Linked DNA regions of Mus musculus: regions 1, 2, 3 and 5 are each linked to region 4. A link is a contact called in public Micro-C and promoter capture Hi-C data. All regions are on one chromosome and are shown on one strand. Each heading gives the region's core, a stretch centred on a gene start, on an enhancer-like site or on the middle of the called end of the contact. The rest is flanking DNA. Distances are from core to core; before and after follow the strand shown.

What was found. Promoter capture Hi-C pulls out the DNA fragments that hold promoters and counts their contacts. Hi-C and Micro-C count contacts between places; a contact is called where the count stands out from the background. Capture Hi-C pulls out chosen DNA fragments and counts their contacts.
Region 1: a promoter capture Hi-C map of liver shows a contact between it and region 4, with 3 times the contacts expected there. The contact joins the promoter of Kifc5b here to the promoter of Pgap6 in region 4. A contact is called at or near these places in 2 of 39 promoter capture datasets (hippocampal neurons and liver).
Region 2: a contact with region 4 is called in a promoter capture Hi-C map of liver, with 2.2 times the contacts expected there. The contact joins the promoter of Bnip1 here to the promoter of Pgap6 in region 4. A contact is called at or near these places in 2 of 115 datasets of contacts at active chromatin or transcription factors (craniofacial prominence and pancreatic cancer cells) and 1 of 9 other capture datasets (liver).
Region 3: a contact with region 4 is called in a Micro-C map of embryonic stem cells, with 4 times the contacts expected there. The contact joins the promoter of Unkl here to the promoter of Pgap6 in region 4. A contact is called at or near these places in 2 of 39 promoter capture datasets (both in liver), 1 of 484 Hi-C or Micro-C datasets (embryonic stem cells) and 2 of 115 datasets of contacts at active chromatin or transcription factors (astrocytes and bone marrow-derived macrophages).
Region 5: a promoter capture Hi-C map of liver shows a contact between it and region 4, with 3 times the contacts expected there. The contact joins the enhancer-like site here to the promoter of Pgap6 in region 4. A contact is called at or near these places in 4 of 39 promoter capture datasets (the HPC-7 cell line, hippocampal neurons and liver) and 2 of 115 datasets of contacts at active chromatin or transcription factors (bone marrow-derived macrophages and pancreatic cancer cells).

The regions. Positions count from the first base shown.
Region 1 is chr17:26,915,681-26,918,380 of GRCm38.p6, reverse strand. Kifc5b (kinesin family member C5B) reads right to left here and starts at 1,290. Exons shown (of 11, transcript NM_053173.2): 1 at 1,096-1,290. The coding sequence starts at 1,113.
Region 2 is chr17:26,779,773-26,782,472 of GRCm38.p6, reverse strand. It overlaps Bnip1 (BCL2/adenovirus E1B interacting protein 1), which reads right to left and starts at 1,394. Exons shown (of 6, transcript NM_172149.5): 1 at 1,297-1,394. The coding sequence starts at 1,380.
Region 3 is chr17:25,187,092-25,189,791 of GRCm38.p6, reverse strand. Unkl (unkempt family like zinc finger) reads right to left here and starts at 1,392. Exons shown (of 15, transcript NM_001197024.1): 1 at 1,300-1,392; 2 at 117-326. The coding sequence starts at 1,376. BC003965 (cDNA sequence BC003965) reads right to left here. Exons shown (of 2, transcript NM_183150.2): 2 at 2,130-2,700. Gm52286 (a long non-coding RNA gene) reads left to right here and starts at 322. Exons shown (of 2, transcript XR_003952239.1): 1 at 322-676; 2 at 783-1,738.
Region 4 is chr17:26,112,020-26,114,719 of GRCm38.p6, reverse strand. It overlaps Pgap6 (post-glycosylphosphatidylinositol attachment to proteins 6), which reads right to left and starts at 1,404. Exons shown (of 13, transcript NM_021793.2): 1 at 1,153-1,404. The coding sequence starts at 1,270.
Region 5 is chr17:26,891,407-26,894,106 of GRCm38.p6, reverse strand. No RefSeq gene overlaps it. Among named protein-coding and RNA genes, the nearest start is that of Gm17382, 6.5 kb to the right of the region's middle. Within about 2 kb of position 1,381, at least 72 of the 459 cell types and tissues checked have an H3K27ac peak or open chromatin away from gene starts, as enhancers often do. A contact at or near this core is called in liver, where this site is marked.

The DNA of each region.
Region 1 (2,700 bases), core at 41-2,540, 800 kb before region 4:
GGATGGTTTGTTGCTTTTGGTTCAGGGGATTATAGACCCAGGTGTGTTTCTTGGATGCTCCCTAGCACTGCACCACAGACCTCTTCCTTCCAGTTTTAACTCGTACCTTAATGTTGCTCCTCCTAGCTTTCTTCTTCCCCTTCCATCTGCTTGAACCTTTACAGTCCTTCACTCCCTCCCAATAGAGATACAAATTGTATTATGTCTGTCTCCCCAGGGACTGTCAGCTCACTGGTAGCTAGGACTCCTGTCTCCTACATAAGTACAGCTGTGCAGGGCCAGAAGATGCTTGGCAAATACTGCAGGAACAAATCTGAGAAAAACTATTTTACTTTTTAACTGTCACCTGTCACAGTGCAGTGCTCTCCCTTTTGGCTGTGAGTATACCAGAAAGTCTCTTCAAGCTGAACACCGACTGTGAGTCAGTCTAGACTGAAATGCTGGTAAACAAAGAATGCAGGCCGGTCTTTCCTGACACCAGAGAGATCAGTCCATTAATTACCACACACATACGCCTCAGATGCTTGTGGTGGAGAAGGGCACCCCCATAAACTAGTCAGCAGTCCAAATGAGCAAAAGGAAGAGGCAGGCGAGGGAATAAGGATCCTCTGGGCCGATGCCCCCATTTCTCCTCTCCCCTTCCTCTATCTCGATCCAGCAGCAACACAACAGGATATCAGCAAGAAATGTACTTTGCGGACAAGCGACAAGGCTTCTCTCAGAACCCTCGCTTCTCCCACAAGGCGATCTGCAAGAACTGAGAAGCACAAACATGTCGAATCCGCTTGAGAATTCGAAATGGGAAATGCTGGAGGGGGATAAGGGACACGGGATGGTAGCGCCTGCACGACTGGAATGGCGGACCAACGTCGCAGCGACTGTCCTGGGACCTCGCCGTGTGTGTGTGTGTGTGTGTGTGTGTGTGTGTGTGTGTGTGTGTGCCCTCACTGACTCGGCCGCTGGTGTCCTGGGCGCGAGGCGGTGCGACCCTCCCCTGCAGGACGGCTTGCCCCGACCTGTCCCCGGGACTCGGGTCTCCGGGCGGCCGGCCTGCGTCCTCCGCTATTGGCGCCAGGCCGTCACCGCCGCACTCACCTGCGCCTGCACGTCCATGGTGGTCCGCACAGGAAGGGATGCAAAGGCAGCAGGCAGGGTGACGAGACCCGCGTCCTCTCAAGGGCTCGCGCCGCAAAACGTCGGAGCCAGGCCAATTCGCCAGGCCAATCGGCCAAGCCAATCCGCCACACCAGTCACTTTTGAATTTCAACCTCCGCGCAGTCAACGCACTTCAATCCGCAGAGGCCAATCCGCGCCGGCGCTGCGGTCGCGAGCCAATCACGGCGCCCTCCGCCTCCGGGGCCACGCCCCCTGAGTCGCGACTCTTCTAGTCCGCCGGAGCAAGAGAACTAGACCCCTTGGATCCTACTTCCGGATCCGCTCTTCCTTATTTCTCCCTCTCCCCCTCCGGAGCGCGGAGCTAGGCCTCTGGTTGCGTCAGAAGTGCGCGTGTGTGGAGGAGTGGCGTGGGGGAGGCAATACGCATGTGCAAAGGTGCCTGAGCGGTGTCGGGGCGGAGCGAGCGCCACCTAGCGGCTGCTGCTGAACCTGCACACCTCCTCGACAAACCTGTAGACTGGAGACTGTTAAACCGAGGTTGCTCTTGGTCCGCTTTCTCAGGTCCGAAAAGTGGGAGCTGGTTGATGGCGCTGACCTGTCCTCAAAAAAGAAAAAAAGTAAAAGAAAAATTGGAGCCCATATCTGGAGATGTAATAAAGTCATAAGTCTAGAGCAGGTCCGGGAGGATAGCAAACTGGTTATCCCTGAAACTCATATAATGTGGAAGGTGAGAACTAATTCGCCACAAAGTTTTCTGTGCCCCTCCTGCCTCCAATAATATATATTATACATAAACAATATGTATTATATACATAAACATATCTTTACACATATACATAATATATACTCAATAATACCTATTATATATAAGCATATATAATATATATAAATAACATAAATTATATATTTATTTTGTTTTTTCGAGATTGGGTTTCTCTGTGTAGCCCTGATTGTCTTGGAATTCTATTTGTAGAACAGGCTGGCCTTGAACTTAGAGATGCCAGGGCTACCCTGTGCCACCATGCCCAGGTCAATAAACAATCTTTTAGATTAAAAAATCAAAACAAAACTATAAGCCAGGCTTGGTGGCACACACCTTTAATCCCAGTTCCCAGTACTCAGAATGCAGAGGCAGACAGATCTCTTGAGTTCAAGGCCAACCGGGTCTACAAAGTAAATTCCAGGGCAGCCAGGGCTTTGTAGAGAATCCCTGTCTTAAATAAAGAAATACACACATGCATACCTGCATACATACATACATACATACATACATACATACATACATACACACATACATACATAACTGGGTAAATAAACAGTATGTTTCTTGACACCAAGTTGTAAATCTACAGCCCTCTTACTTGAGATGTTTCCAAGTCTACAAATGTTAATGAGGGAACACTAAAAAATTTCTGGTTATAATTTTACAAACTGGTTATAATTTTAAACTAGACAGTATTTCCCTAGTGACTTTCTAGAAAAAAAGCAAAAGTTTTATTGTGTGATAGAATATGAGTTTGTCTTCTACTGAAACCTGTTTTGGGAGTTTATCTTTCTTGGCATGAAGCTTGACAGCAAGGTAAA
Region 2 (2,700 bases), core at 145-2,644, 670 kb before region 4:
GAAGTATTATGATGCTATTACATAATTTTATATTATGATATAATATGAAAACCCAACTTTTCAAATTTTGGATATAAGGGTTTTTTTGTTTTGTTTTTTTGAAGACTCTATGTAGTACAGGCTGGCCTCAAATGCATGATGGTCCTGCTTATGCCTCCCAAGTGCTAGAGCCACTACCCTAGCAACTCTGTGTTATGTATGTATATGTATTTACATGTGCATTCTGAGGACTGAAACTAGAGCCTTGCACATGGCTAAACTTTAACTCTACTCTGAGCTAAATTTACCCCCAGCCTCTGGTAATCTCACTTGTATAAATCTTGTTTATTTTTCTAGAATTGGCCCATTTTTTTTGTTTGCACATCTCAGGAGTAAAGTTTGCGGCGTTTCTTTACCTGTTCTCTAGCTTACTCACAAAATCAACACTTCCTCACAGCACAGGATAAACTGCTAATGTGGCAGAGTGTACATCTGGCTTACCAGAGAGCACTACTCTCCATGCTCCTTTTTATAGGGGCTAGTAAAGCCAAGCTTACCCCAACAGCTAGGCACAGCCCATTTATGCAGCACTGGGGATGGCGAACCCAGTGCTGGGCAAAGTCCTCACCAGCGGAGTCACACCCCTACCCTTTCCTTATTTGCTGTCACAGCTTGTATTCTGAGCCGGTTGGGTTCTTTTTGCCAAACTCTGGAGCCATTTCTACATTCCCTGTTCTTGCTTGTGTTCCTGCACTACTGTCTCCTACTTAAGACCTGCTTCCAGATAAGCGCCTCATTTTCCAGTCTGTTTCCGGGTAGGGAAGCTCTAAAATGATTTTCCTAGGCTGGCTTTCCCCATCCAGGTCCTAATACTGGCACTGCCTGCCTTCTGACCCAGGATCTTGCACAATATTTGAATTCTTTGTTCAAAAAATTACAACCACGTCCCAGGTTAACTTAGTTAGCTTCGGGCAGGGACTGTCGGGCCAGGTGGCTTTGGGTGCCTCAGGGTCCCTAACTTAGGGAAGTGGGCGTGGGAGGCGAGCAGGGCGAGGGGTGGGGCGGGGCTACAGCCGAGAATGCGGGTGGGCGGGCTAGCCCAGCACGGCTGCAGTCCAAGGAAAGGGAGCGGCGTGTTAGGGTAACTCAGGGGTGGGCAAACCAACAGTTCACAAAAGAAAAGCCTGAAGGTCAGTGATCTCGGGGAACCGACCGAATGGTGCCTTAGGAGCCATCCTGGAACCGGACCAGGCGCGAATATTCTGGAAGATGTCAAGGCGGCCATCGAGAGCCGGACAGGAGCCTAAGAATTTGTACCTGGATAAGCGCCTTCACCTCTAGGTCGAATTTGACAATCTCTTGGTTACAGATCCGGACGTGGACATCCTGGGGAGCCGCCATGTTGGAAATGCGGCTACGGCGAGCGGCAGCAGCCAAGCTTGAACGCGTTCACGTGGCTCCTGCCCGCCTTTCCGTACTTCTTCAAATGTGATGCTGCGGGAGACCCCGTGTGGATCAAACCAGGTCAAGAGTCCAGACCTGAAACTTTTCTTGTCACGTAGAACACGCACAGCTTCTCTGGTCTGCTCCTACTAAACGGAAAAGTGGAATGTGATTATGAAGAACCATTAGAGTTGGGGTGGGGGGGAGGGGAAAATACAACTCAGGTGATGATAGGCTGGCATGCCACATGGCCTTCAGGTTTGTTCCCAGTACTAGAGATACAACAACAACCCGCTATTCTAGTGACCTTTTGGATGGAAAAAAAAAAAGGATCAATTCGGATGTCACCAAAGTTACATTTTTTTTCTTTAAAATTTAAAGCAAAATGTATACAGTAGGTATGCATTATGGAGGAAGACACAAAACTTGTAAAGGTGCAGACTTAAATACAGGTCACTGGGGCACCTCCATTAGTACAACCATGATCCTGCATTGTTGTCCTTACACATTTCTATGGCTCTGGTCCTGCCCTTTGTGTAGAATTGGATTCCAAGTATCTCATAGGAGTAGTTCTGACTGTGTGGTGTGATAGAAACAATGTCAGTGCAAACCTCAAAGAAGGGTAGTGTTTTTTAAAATTATTATTTCTTAAGCCCTCAACACCACTGGACACTTTTCCCCCACCCTCCGGGATTCTCCAGGCTCTGTCGTCTTGGATATGGGTTCCCTCTTTTTAAAATGTTTTTCTCAAACTGCACACACAGCCCCCAGTCTCCACGCCTACCTGTCCCAAAGCACCCTGTACCACCCACTTCCTAAAAGGTGCTCAGTAGCTGGCTGCAAGTATCAAAGGCCTGGATTCCAGGCTTGTAATCAGTTTCCTCAGTAGCATCACTCCTAAGTTAGGTCACCTAGAGGATGGAATGAGGTGTTGATAATGTAGCATTGAACTCAGTGCTCACTAGTTGCTATACATGTACTGTTAAGAAACACTCTGGGAGTTACTTCCCTACGTGCGGCCATTTTCTATGAAATGCTTCTGCCCAGCAGCTGCACTTGATTTGTTAGGCTATAGAAGTGGAAGGAAGAGGGGGTGGAGGACGATGACAGAACACACGGGACAGGTGAAAGGCCCTAAGTATTTTCTTTGCTTTTCTGAGGCAGGGTCTCACAGAGCCCAAGCTGGTTCCCAGCTACCTATGTAGCCAAGGATGACCTAGAACTGCTGGAATTACAGGCACTGATTAACACCGCAGCTACTAGACATGCATTTTAGCT
Region 3 (2,700 bases), core at 143-2,642, 920 kb after region 4:
TAAAGACACCCTGTCTCAAAAAAACAAAAAACCAGAAACCTCAAAAACCTGTTGATCAGAGAGTCAACACCAATCCTGAGGAAAGACCATGAGCCACCCACCGGAACCCCACTTACTCATCACCATCGGGACACAGGCCGGTGGCCTCATCGTACTTGGAGCAGTATATGTCCGGGCTGTAGTTGAAGGTGCCATCGCGTCGTCGGAGCGGTCTGCGACGACGCTGATTTAGGAAATGCCAATGGAAACAGGTGAACGGCCTGTGCTGGCTGCACTTATGCTGCAAAAACAGGGAGCACTGCTCTGTCCTAAACTCCTTTAGATACCTAAAAAGACAAACAGCGTTGCGGGCCGCAGCCACCGCCGGCTGGAGGCCCCTGGGATGCGGCGGGGCAGGGTCCCAGACGAGAAGCATCCCCCACCCCCGGCAATACACACACACACACACACACACACACACACACACACTGAGCGATCCTGACTGCCATGGCCCGGTACCCTCCTTTTTTAAAAGCACCCCGGGTGTCACTTCCCAACTCGGAGACCAGGTAACTCCAGTCAGGCAGACTCTCCGTTCCCTGACCCCAAATACCACTTCCCAGTCCCCAGATAAGAAGATTCCCGGACACGAGGCATAGACCTCCTCTTAGCAGGCCATCACCAACTCTGATCCCAGGTAACTCTACAGAAGTACACTCCATTCTCTGCCCCCTTCTAGTCCCTGACCCCTGGAGCCACCTCTCAATCCTCAGTCCCGGTCTCCCGCTCGACTACCTTCATAGGTTCCAGATGGACTGCAAGCGCCACCCGCCCACACCAGGCGCAACCCCTCTTCTGCGCCGCAGAAACGACCCCCGGGCTCACAACCAAGCGGCCACCGGACTCTAGGTGCGGCTCCGCCCCCAGCCCAGAGGTCACCCCAGACCCCGGAACCGCCTCTCAACCTCAGGCAGCGACTGCTCGAGTCCGGATGGCCGTGCGCCCACCTCCAGCCCAGGCGCGGCCCTGAGCTACGAACGCAGGCGCTGTTCCCCAGACTCCAGTCTGGCGCGCGGGGTCGCCGGAGACCAGGAGCAAGTCCAGCCCCCAAGCCAGGGGTCACCGAAAACCCTGGGCGCTGCCACTCCACCTTAGGCGGCGGCCCGCGCCTGGACGGCGTGACCCGCAAGAGCTGGCGGCGGGGGCGCGGGCGCGGGCGGGGCGCACCCACAGCGGCGACACCGGGGCCCGTGGCGCACGCGGGCCGCTGCTTTGCGCCGCAGCGCCCAGAAGGCCACGGACCGCAGCCCAGGCACTGACCTGTAGTGGGTTGGTTTCTCTGTCTGCGGGGGGGACCCGCTCAGCGCCGCCGCCGCCGCTTTCGAAACCGACGGCATTTTCAGTCAAAACAATGCAGCGCGCATGCGCCGCGCCGGCGCCCCCGGATCTCCCCCCCGCACCGAGCCCCCTGCGCCCCCCGCCGCGCCGGCCACACCCCCGGGCACGCCACGCCGGCCACGCCCCCACCGACCCCTCGCCCACGCGCGCTGTGCGGCGGGGGTGACACACAGGTTCTGCCGGCCCACCACGGCAGCAAGTTACAGGCGCAAGGCGGGACACGCCCGTTGGTGTAGAGTCCCCATGATGGCCTCTGCGTCCAGGGCTGCTGTTGGGCACAGGTTTCTTTGAACTGGAAAAAGTCTATAATTAGACTGTGACGATGGTCGCCCCTTTATTAAATTTGTGAATTTAAGGATAATCCGAGTGTGAATTCTGTTGAGCCACTTTTTTAAAAACACAGCGTAAGATGCTGCCAGATGAGCCCATCGGGTAAAGGATGTACAGGGTGGTCAGTAATCAGACTGATCTGGGGTCCGCAGAATGCTAACTGCACGTGGCGGGCAGGACTCGCAAGTGCTAGGATGAATTCGGGAGAACCCAGGGCTAGCATTCACTGGTGTGTAAAGTGACCACAGCTCCTCTGCTAACTGCGGGTGTGCTCTGAGGGATAAAGTCTGAGTAGCACAGCCACAAGTGTTCTGAAAGGAATGGGCAGAAAAGAGAGGGATGTTTTCAGAAAGGAGGATTACAGAAAACCTATCCCATTTCCAGAAACACGATCTAAAATATTAACAGAGAGACATACACGGTCCAGGTATGTATGCTATATTTTAAAGTACTAGTAAGGTAAAATTACCATTTGCTGGTAGGATTACTGACTTCTTCATATGACATTTTTGTAGACAAATTCTTTGAGTTGTTGACAACTTTGGAGAGTGAGTTGGTTTGGTTTGGGTGCTAGAGGTAGAACCCGGAGCCATGTGCGTGCCCGGACCCAGGTCCATGCCGGCTAAGCACTTATCCCTGAGCATTTCCCCTAGCCCACAGACCCTGAAGTTAACTTAGTTTAAAGGACTTATTTTAATGGTTGCACAAGCATGTGGATGGATAGTGAGCTGTAGGCAGTCCCAGCAAACAGAAACATTGTTTTTTCAAAGATCAAATAGAAGAATGAGCAAGCAGGGAAGGGCAGACAGGGGAACCTACAGAGGAATAAATGTGTCTCAGACTGCTGAGGGATAGGGAATGAAAACTAGGTCAACCCCCAAGTCCAGCCTGGAGAAACACACAAGACAACCTAAGGAATCTGAGAGAGAGAGAGGGAGAGAAAGAGAGAGAGAGGGAGAGAGAGAGAGAGAGAGAGAGAGAAGCTGGCTCTGT
Region 4 (2,700 bases), core at 155-2,654:
TCCAAATGTCCTGAGTGCAAATCCCAGTAACCACATGGTGGCTCACAACCATCCCTAGTGAGATTTGACTCCCCCTTCTGGAGTGTCTGAAGACAGCTACAGTGTACTTACATATAATAAATAAATAAATCTTTAAAAAAAGAAACAAGGGGCTGGTGAGATGGCTCAGTGGGTAAGAGCACCCGACTGCTCTTCCGAAGGTCCGAAGTTCAAATCCCAGCAACCACATGGTGGCTCACAACCATCCGTAATGAGATCTGACTCCCTCTTCCGGAGTGTCTGAAGACAGCTACAGTGTAATTACATATAATAAAAATAAATAAATAAGTAAATAAATAAATAAATAAAAAAGAAAGAAACAAGAGCTCCAAGGGAGGAGGGGGTGGAAATGGGAGGTACAGTCAACATCCGGAAAGGTCCAAGGAACACCAGGTAGCACAAAGGTCTCCCGGGGAGTTTCCCGCCGGGCAAGAGAAGGGAAAGTACTCATCTTTCCTATTTCTAAATGTCTGCGGGTAGGCAGAACACAGAGGGTCAAAGATCTAACTGCCTCCTTAAACTGTAGTCCAGTGCGTTCCCACTTGCGGAGCAGAAATAACAAAAAGCAGTTAGGAAGCTCCCCTATAAGGGAGTACCCTTTCTTTACATCCATTCTGGTCAGCCAGCTTCTCTAGGGCCAGCTGGCAGCACAGTCGGTGAGAAGCAAAATCAGCAATCAAGAGTGACCTTCCTGGGATTGGATTAGGAACATAATGCTGGTTAGACCCCCCCTAGTCCAGGGTCTGCCCAACTTTCTCTAGCTCAACCCTTCTACCAGATACTGTCCCTTGCGTCACCACGGTTCAGCTATTCTTCGGAGATAGGTTCCTCTACCTCCCAGCTCTTGGGTGCCACAGTCGCGTCTCTAAAGCACAGGAGAGACGGACCGGTAGAATCCGCTCCAAGTGAGCGAACTCGGCGGGCCCGGAACGGAAAAGCGGGCATGGGGGTTTTTCTGGCCCGGATGCCCCGCAGGGGGCGCAACCCAAGATGAGAACCTCGTTTCAACGCCGCGCCAGGTGAACGCACAGGTGCCCCCCGTGAGTCACAATCCCCGCCTCCCGCCCGCCCCCGGCCCGCGCCGCGGATGGCGCTGTAGGCCCGCGGGCTCACCGCTCTCCTTGCTGTTGCTGGCGGCGGCAGGCGGAGGCCGAGCCAGGAGCAGCAGCAGCAGCAGCAGTGACCCGGTCGCTGCCTCCCGCGCTGTGCCCCCGGCCCCAACCCGGCCCATGGCTCGGCGCTCAGCCCGAGCTACCCCTCCCGCGTCCCGCGCCGCTCGCCCCCGCCTGGGCAGCCCCCGCCGCCTCTGCGGCCGCCGCCACTGCCTCTGCCCGGAGCTCCCATGGCTCCGATAGACCTGCCGCCAGCGCCCCGGGCACTTCCGCCTCCGAGGCCCCGCCCCGCAGGGAGCCGGCCTGCGGTCTAGGTTCCTGAGGATGCTGGACCGCGTCACCTTGGCCAGAGTGGAGGCGAACAGCAGGGGGCCGAAAAGGTCTCATTGGAAGGGGACACGGATTCACTGGGGATCACTCAGCTTGAGGGGGTGGGCGGCAAAGGATGAAGGGTCCTGTCGAACGCTTTGGGGTACCAGACGACAGATGTCACGTATACGTGACATATACGCCCGAAGGTGCACTCTGACCTTGCCTGGAAGAACCGAACCTCCAGCTGCTCTCAGGACCCCTCACACCATAACCATAAACTGCCGCAAAAGTATAAGAGACCAAATGGAAACGGGAAGGTGCACTTTGAGTAACCGAGTTTCATGTCAGTGTCAGATGAACTACTCTGGGTACCAAAGGGATATATTCCAAACATGTTAAAGATGTGGTTGCAAACTGAAAGCCCAAAAAGAGAAGTTGAGGCTTTTTTCAGAGGGGTTCGATGCAACAACAAAAGTAAAACAATGCACTAAAAACATGCGTACAAAAATAAGCCAAACATTTGTGGCCCGTGCCTTTAATTCCAGCACTGGGGAGGCAAAGGCAGGCAGACCTCTGAGTTCAAGGCCAGGGTAGTTTACAAATAAAGTCCAGGACAGCCAAAGCTATTACACAGAGAAACCCTGTCTTGAGAAAAAAAAATTATAAATAACACCAGGTCAGGTTGCAGCCTATCATGAAAAGCTGAGTACAGTGGATCTCAGCTGAAGTCCCAGTGCTGGCAAGGCTAGAACAAGAAAATCACCAAGAGTGAGGCCAGCCTGACCTACAGATACTAGTAAAGTGCTCCCCACATCAGTATTACCTGCCTTTTCAGGAAAGTGATAAGGGACCAGGGTGGTCATGGTGCACACCTTTAATCCCAGCACTTGGGAGGCAGAGACAGACCAACCTCTGAGTTCCAGGTACTCAGAGAAACCCTGTTTTGAAAAGCTGGGGGAAAAAAGTCAAAGTGCTACATGCTACAGGATTCCTAAAACATTATGCAAATTAGAACAACAGGACCACCTCCTGTGTTAGAGAATGTTAAAAAGTTGGAGCATATTTATCCTTTTGCCAAACAAAGATCAAAAAGCTCTTTGGGGAGATGGGGCCCAAATTAAGGAATGTCCCCAAGGAGCCTCCGAACTCTCCAAAAATAGCCCCAGCCTGTAGGAAAACTATTTCCTTTGTTATCCTGCCAGGGTTCACTGAAGTGTGGGGCTGCATCCACCCACTG
Region 5 (2,700 bases), core at 132-2,631, 780 kb before region 4:
ACCTCCCTTAAGACAGAATTCCTGATCCTTACTGTCTCTCCCCGCCAGAAAAAGCCAACAGTGGTGGGGAGCAAGAAGGTGGCTCTCCCTAGACACTGTCACCCTGTGATCTTCACGGGCACAGTGGCTTGAGTAGCCTCTGTTCCTTCATGTCTAGCCAGGGCAGCCAGACTCCCAGCGCTGGGTAGCAGGGACGCATAGGCTTGTAAAGCTGTTCCATTCTTCTGTGAACTTCAGCTCACTGTTGACAACTCATTTGATTCTGACATGGTGACACAATGGATGACCGTGGACAAGGAAGAGAAAGTAGAGAAGGCTTCATGCACGACACAGCCAGGAATTGTGTCTCCATAAGGCGGCCGGGAACCAGGACAAAGCCTCTCCTGTGCTGAGACAGTGTGAAGGAACCTCCCTCGGGAGGGAAAGATGTGGTGCCAAGCCAGACACTGAGGGCCACAGTGGCTGCATCCACAACATCAGGACCAGAATGCCTTGGCCAGGGCCTTGGAGGGATAGAACAGGAAATTGGGGCTTAACGGGTACAGAGGTTTCTTCTGAGGTGGTGAAAACACTTGGGAGACAGCTGGTGGCCATACTGTAAAAGTCACAGAGCAGGGAACTGAGGGCTCTAAAATGGCTAATTTTGTGCGATGTAGATTTTACCACAACGTTTTTTAAAGTTTAAAAAAGAAAACTCTGCTTGCCAAATAAAACATCTGTGGGCTGAATTGCACCCGGTTTTCAATCCCTAACAAGCAATCCCCAAGACCCCTTTTTAATGCTCATATCCCGAATCTCCGGGGTGGGGGGGCACCACTCCAACCAGGCAGTGACCAGCCAGCTACCTCCCCAGCAAACAGAAAAGGGCTTCTTTCTGTCTCCCAAACTGGGATGCTTTGGAGCCAGAAAATAAAAGTCTGTTGGAAATGGAACTCGGCCAAGCTTTTCCTTTCTCTTTCTCTTTTTCTTTTCTCTCTCTTTTTTTCCAAGTGCCCTTTGCCACAATGAAGGGCAAAGAGCTACCCCTGAGTGACAGCGATTGGACTTTGTTGATACAGCCCAAGTTCAATTTTTGTGAGGTTCATAATTAAGCTGTCATCCCCCGCTCCGGCGCAATTAGGGCCAACAGCGCGGATGAATGGCCCTGTTATCACGGGAAATTATAAATAGAGGTTCTGCATAGCGTCAGGGCCGAGCTTCTCTAGGCAGAACCAGCAAGCCCGGAGTGTGTCCACCCTCCCTGGCCGACAGACTGACAGCTCCGAGTCCAGCTGTCATCCAGAGCTCAATTCTGTCTCTGTCATCTGAGCCTAGACTGTAGACACAGCTCCACAGCAGGAGACTAGGGCTAGATATGGCCTTTGTGTTCCCTCCCTCCTGGGGCTGCAGTGTCTGTACTGAGCAGAGGGAATGAGCCTCCTCCTGACAGGCTGAGGTGTTGGTGACCAGAGAGACAGGCTGCCTGGCAGGTCCCAGCCAGCAGAACTCACAAAGGTACAGCTGAGGGCAAAGGTCCCAGACCCTCCTCCCCTGGCCTCCCCTGGCCAGCCTTCTGACACGCTCACCCTCTCAGCAGACCTTGTATCTGCCAGAACAGGTCATTTTGGAAGGGAGTCCCACAGCCAAGAAACACAGTCATGTATCCTCCATGGGTACACACTCTGAGAGGACTGTGGTTAGCAAATTGGCAGATTTCATCCTGTAGTAATGGATCTCTCCCCCCTTCCCTCTTTTTCTTCCTCCCTCTCTCCTTCCTTCCTTCCCTCCCTCCCTTTCTCTTCCCCCCTCTCCATCTCTCCCTTCTTCTTTCCTTTCCTCTCTCCTTCTTTCTCCTCTCCTTCCCTCCCTTCTTCCCTCTCTCCCACCCTCTCTCCCTCCTTTCTTTCCTCCCTCCATCTCTCCTCTCCTCCCTCCCTTTCTGCCTCCCTCCCTCTCTCCTCACTGCATTTCCTTTCTCGGTACTAGAACCCAGGCCTCATGGGTGCTAGGCCAGCACTCTTCCCTTAGCCTTGCAAGATTCTTTCTTTCTTATGTAACCATCATGGAGTGTGCTGTACATCTAGGCTCCATGCTGTAGCCTAGGAGACAAGCTGGATAGAGAGGTCCAACATGTCTGGCCCAGGACTGTACTTGGGCTCCAAACCTGCAAAGCGTGCTTCTGTACAGAATGCTGGAGGTAACTGTAAAATAATTTTATCTGTGTAGTAGCCATACCTAAGTACAGTAAAACTAGAGTGAGAGCCATTCTCAAAGGCCAGGTGTGCTTGGCACGTGCTTTTCATCCCAGCACTTGAGAGGCAGAGACAGCTTGACCTCTGTAAATTTGAGGCCAGCCTGGTCTACATAACAAGCTTCAGGAGCGCCAGGGAGCCAGGGCTACATAAGGAGACCCAGTCACAAAACAAAACAAAACAAAACCACAAAAAAGCCAAACATGGCTGCACGTGCCTGGAATCCCAGTGTTGGTGGCAGAGAACAGTGGCTTTTGCAAGCTTGCTGGCCAGCCAGTCTAACAAAAACAAGGAACCTTCCAGTCAGTGAGAGACCCTCTCTAAAGGCAATAAAACAGAAAGCAATAGGCGAAGACACACTTGTCCTGTGCACACAGACAGACAGAAAGACAGAGACTGACTGACTGACTGACTGACTGACTGACTGACTGACTGACTGATAGATTTTTAAATGATGCATTCATTACCT